2 separate regions of the Mus musculus genome follow, and region 1 is linked to region 2. The links are chromatin contacts, called in public HiChIP or PLAC-seq maps. All regions are on one chromosome and are shown on one strand. Each heading gives the region's core, a stretch centred on a gene start, on an enhancer-like site or on the middle of the called end of the contact. The rest is flanking DNA. Distances are from core to core; before and after follow the strand shown.

The links. HiChIP or PLAC-seq counts read pairs in DNA pulled down with a chosen protein or histone mark.
Region 1: a CTCF HiChIP or PLAC-seq map of the NIH/3T3 cell line shows a contact between it and region 2, with 18 read pairs. The contact joins two enhancer-like sites. A contact is called at or near these places in 1 of 15 datasets of contacts at CTCF or cohesin (the NIH/3T3 cell line), 1 of 484 Hi-C or Micro-C datasets (bone marrow-derived macrophages), 2 of 115 datasets of contacts at active chromatin or transcription factors (the NIH/3T3 cell line and embryonic fibroblasts) and 1 of 9 other capture datasets (embryonic stem cells).

Annotation. Positions count from the first base shown.
Region 1 is chr11:16,906,430-16,909,129 of GRCm38.p6, forward strand. It overlaps Egfr (epidermal growth factor receptor), which reads left to right. Exons shown (of 28, transcript NM_207655.2): 23 at 307-453; 24 at 2,448-2,545. Among named protein-coding and RNA genes, the nearest start is that of Eldr, 44 kb to the right of the region's middle. Within about 2 kb of position 1,287, at least 26 of the 459 cell types and tissues checked have an H3K27ac peak or open chromatin away from gene starts, as enhancers often do. A contact at or near this core is called in the NIH/3T3 cell line, where this site is marked.
Region 2 is chr11:16,545,540-16,548,239 of GRCm38.p6, forward strand. No RefSeq gene overlaps it. Among named protein-coding and RNA genes, the nearest start is that of Sec61g, 38 kb to the left of the region's middle. Within about 2 kb of position 1,437, at least 30 of the 459 cell types and tissues checked have an H3K27ac peak or open chromatin away from gene starts, as enhancers often do. A contact at or near this core is called in the NIH/3T3 cell line, where this site is marked.

The sequences.
Region 1 (2,700 bases), core at 37-2,536, 360 kb after region 2:
GTAGCAAACTCGGGCTCCACAGTTGTCCTTGTCTTTAAGGTTATAACTATTCCACTTATCAGTCAGCAACTATATGCCTCACATTTAGCTAAACTTTTTTGTATAAGATCTTACTACATCTTTGAAGCCATGCCATGAAACAGATGCTATTATCTTACTTGATAGGTAAATCCCCTCAAACCAGTGGCTCAAGGCTACAGAAACAGGTTTTAAAATACTTACTAACAATAATGGCTAAGGATTAGGTGGTGTGTTAAGCATTAACTCACAATGCAATGACTTTCTTTGCCTGTTCTATCTGCCTAGGTGTCACTGTGTGGGAACTGATGACCTTTGGGTCCAAGCCTTATGATGGAATCCCAGCAAGTGACATCTCATCCATCCTAGAGAAAGGAGAGCGCCTTCCACAGCCACCTATCTGCACCATCGATGTCTACATGATCATGGTCAAGTGTGAGTGACTGGGGGGGGGGGGGGCATCCACACTCATGTTGATGGTCCTGGAAGGATGTAATTGCTCTGAGACAAATAGCCCAGGCCCTCATTTCCCCGAAGAAATAGCATCAGTCTTCGAGTCAGGCTCACAGTTCCAGAAACATCATAAACACCTCCAGCAAGCATTCTTTAGGAATCACTTGCTTGACTCATCCTGACCTCATATTTGCCCAAATTTGCAAGCAAATAAATTAAAACTGAAGTCTTTCCTAAGCCATTATTCCCAGATATTCTATGATCTGAGTTGCTCAATGAACTTACAAAGTTGTATTACATTTTGAGACCTGTTGCTAGAGAAACTTAATGTTTCAAAATGCCTAACAATGAGTAACCATGGGAGTTTGATACAATCTTTGTTTCTGCTTTGGCTTAAATCTTTCAAACTGGATTTATGCAAGGCCTCCTGAAGTAAAGCAGTTAATCATCTTAATCCCGACAGGAGTGTGCATTTTGATAAGTGCTAGTATTCCACACAAATCTGTAATTGTGCTCTGAAAGTAATAGTACACATGTCATAGCATTGGCATAGAAACAGCATAGGAATATGACAGAGCAGTGGTCTTAGTTTGCATTCTGTTGCTCTGATAAAACACTGACCAAAGGCAACTTGTGGAGGAAAGGCTTTTTTTTGGCTTACAGCTTACTGTCTGTCATCAAGGGATGCTAGGGAAAAAGCTCAAATCAGGAAGCTGGAGGCAGAAACTGAAGCAAAGATGGAGGAACTCTGCCTGTGGCTTCCTCTTCCTGGTTCACTCAGCCTGCTTTCTTAGACAACAGAAAAACAGGAGCCAAGGGATGGCACCGCCCACAGTGGGTTGGGCTCTCCCACATAACTCATTAATCAACAGAATGTTGCTCACAGACCAATCTACTGGAAGCATTCTCTCAGCTAAAGTTTTCTCTTCCCAGATGTCTCTAGCTCATTTCCAGTTGATGAAATCTAACCAGCAAGGCTGCTTTATCATAAATAACAATGTATTCTCTGAACTTTGGACCAGGGAGTTAATCTATTTTCACTGCTTTGGTTTCAGATGAGGAAGCTGAGGCCTAGAGAGGTTGCATGATTTGTCTAAGGTCACATAGCAGTTTAGCCTAAAATAGCTTGATGACCAGTTGAAAAAATAAATCCAATCCCTAAAGGCACAAGTATCTAGTGCACAGTTTATCCTCTCCATTGCTGGATCTATTTTTAGATCATTGGTAAAGCAATGAACCTCTGTGACTACTAAATATAGTTTTACCCAGAAAATACTAGTTATGACACCCTAGGTTCAGTCCCCAGCACTGGTAAATAATTGATACATAGATTGATGGATGTATACATGCATACACATATACATCGATTCATTGATCGATGCATAGATACATTGTTAGATGGTAGATAGATAGACAGATATATATCGCTTGTTTGCTTGGTTGGTTGGTTGATTGATTGATTGATTGATTGACTGATGATACACAGATTCAGCCTTGTTAATTGCATGAATGGTAACTGAATGGAGAATGCAATAAGGCCTTGACATTTCTGTAAATTGAATCTATTTTCTAGCTTAGAAAGCTGTGGATTAGGACAAAGAAAGCACAGAGGCATACCAAAGTCAGAGTAGTTCAGCAGTGATTGCCCACAGTAAAACCCTGTGGTCACTGAAGATCATAATGCAAGAATGATGACTAAGGAAGGACAAACGTAAAACCATTACCGTATATGTTATTGTTACTCTGACTGAAAACTGTTCTATAGGGCTGGGAATGAATCCACAAGGTATTACAATAACTTCTCATGTACTTCAAGAACTAATCAGTGTTATCTCATGTGCCAAGCCTCTCCCAAAGATTATGTGCCTTCATTATCCATTTGCCTAGCAAGATCACAGCATCACTTAAAGCAATGCCCTCCTTGTCATTTCTTCCAGGGTTCTAATTGCTTTGCTTTGGCTTCCTTCCTTTCTCAGGCTGGATGATAGATGCTGATAGCCGCCCAAAGTTCCGAGAGTTGATTCTTGAATTCTCCAAAATGGCCCGAGACCCACAGCGCTACCTTGTTATCCAGGTATCAGGCCAAAGTTTGTTCTTACATGGTCAAAATCTCTCCAATAGGTCCAGATGCCACTGTGCTGAGCCAACACAGTCTGTGAAGCATGTTCTTGATAATAAATCCTTTTGTGCATTGGAGCCTCTTCCATTATGATACAATGACTGAACTAC
Region 2 (2,700 bases), core at 187-2,686:
GCCTGTACAAGATCTAATTAAGACCAATCTGGTCAACTTGTTAGTATTCGTTGGAGAATGGCTCACAAGGCCAGCCTCTGGCTGAGCAGCTACTGGCAGTACATGGGTGGTGTGAGCATCTCATAGGCTGCACACATGCATATGTCAGCCTTCATTTGACACGGTGGCTTATTAAGGAAAAGTGAAGAGGAAGTAAAGTTGGGAGGGGGTCATGCAGAGATCTTGGTGAAGTCAGAGGTGGGAAGGGAAATGGGAATGATCAGAAGCTATTATACACATTTATACATTTACACAAATAATAGGTTTAATAAACAATAAATTTAAATAAAAGTATTAAGTTCTGGAAAGGTTAGCACTTTAGATACTATCCTGACAAGGGTCAGCTTGTAAACACTGACAGTGTTGTTCAGCAATGCTAAAGGTGGGCACCGGGAAAGGGAGACGAGAGTGGTTCTCAGCACCATGAGGCACAACTGATGAAGCGGTGGGTAAATGGAACACAGAGACAGGTTTCAGGCTTCCCGATGGTGCTGAAACATCTCATCATTGCCCCATTTGAGGATCAGTAAAGAGGTGCCATACAATACTGAAATTGTTTCAACCCTAATAAACCCATACATGTACCTCACATGAACTCACTTCCAAAATGTGTTAATCAAGAAGTTTCGTGTGGCAGGTTTCTGGCATAACCTTAAGGACTCACTCATTTCTATGTCTCTGAATTCAAATGTCCCACACAATGTATGTGCCACATGCTTCTGCTTGTGATGAAAGGTTTTTCAAAGTTCATTTTCCAGAGTCAACTGTAACATTGCCAACTCTCTCCAAGGGAAGACGGGCACAGATGTTCCATGATGCTCATGAGGATTGGCGTTCAGTACATTGTCTTCTTTGTCTCAGGCCAATTCTTTGCACAGTTTTCTCCAAGGCAGCATTGTAGTGATGTGCACAGTCCTTTTTGCTAAGTGATGTGAGGATTCGTGCATCTCTTCTTTGGGAGATCAAAAGTGCTCATAGCTCACATGGACTCACACACAGCACCTCTCTCCCAGCCAAGTGAATCATTCCTGCAGTTGACTGTTAGTGCCAAGTTGACTCCCAGCCAGGGCACAGTGGTTATAACTCCCAAGAAATATTCCTGGCTTTTTTCTGAAACTTTCTTTGCGTCTTCATTTACCCTTGAGTCTCCCTTCATTTTCTGGGATTTATGTTATTTGATACTTTTCCTAACATTGTAAAACCATGTTAATTCACCATTTACATTGGGCTCATTTCTCTGTTGTTTCTGGACAGACATGGAGGCATTAAAAACTGCAATCCTGGAGGTAGTTGGGTTCATCTGAAGATGTTTGATCCCAGTTCTTCACTGTGTGGTGCCCGGTGTAATCTTATTGTTGTCAAAGCCTGGCTCCAGAAAAGGAAATAGTTTTCCATATTTAACAGCAGTGCCCCTGGGACCTGCCTCGCCTTTATGAACTCAGCCTGGGCTCCTCGTGTGGGAGTCATAAAAGCAATTTTGACTCAAACCTATATTTCTTTTGGCTTTAATAAAGAACTATATAAACTTTAACTTGGCTATGCAGATCAGAAAAGTAAATGTCACTAAAGGCCTTCATTTAAGATCAGAATTAATATTTGACACTTTTTCTGTCAGAGACAAATACATAAACACAAATGGCGATGTTTATAATGTAATCAGTTTAATTAGTTTCTACATGCCAATAACATGTCAAGCTATGGAAGAATCACCTTCTTAGAACCACGTCCTGCTAACATGAAATGTGGCACAGTGTTTCCCTCCCCCCCCCCCCTCTACCCTCTTGTTAAAACATTATTTGATCATTACACACTCCCAACCCCTTTACTTCATTAGTTAGTGGTTCCAAAGTAATTTAGAAAGAGAAGATAAAACTGCAAATGCAAAGCTGGCTCTGTGCATAAATACAGGGTTAATGACCATCTGGTCCAGTATCACTGCTATGTCTCTTTAAATTTTCCTGAGCAGATGATTAAAGATCCCAAGGAAAAGTCATTGTGTAAAGAACTTCAAGAGACAAGGGATTCTCAAAATTGTGTTGATTATGCCACATCAATCAGAAAGTAGTATGTGCTGTGTTTGGAAAGAGTGAGGGAAGGCAGGGGTACTGGAACAGCTGAATAAGATGCATAGCATCTAACGATCATTCTAGAAATTGTGCTGAGTGTTTTGGGTTCAGACTTGAAAGAAGCTGAGCCACTTACTAGTCCAATGTCAAGATAGCTGAAAAAGACCACTGTGTAGTATGAACAAAGAAGAGTATGCCATTCACTTCTCTGTGTAGCGGGGATAGATTTCTTAGAGGAAAACCACACAGAAGAGTTCTGATTTGATAAGTAACATAACTGGGAAGATGGGGTTCTCTCGACATAATCAAAGATTTAAGTAATGAGTTTGGAGCCCCATCATATAGAATACTGTGAGCCAAAAATATGCTTGAGGTACTGGGGATATAACTCAGTGGTAAGGTGCTTGCCTCGCATGCACAAGGCCCTGGGTCTGATCCCCAGCACTGACGGCAGGAGGAGGTATCTGTACAAGTTCACTTAAAAATATATGCACACAGTAGTAGTTCAGGGATGGTGACTATAGATAGCCAACAGTCATACTTTTGCTATGTTTAAACATTACTCCTTTTCTGGCTTTAGAGGTTTATCACTAGA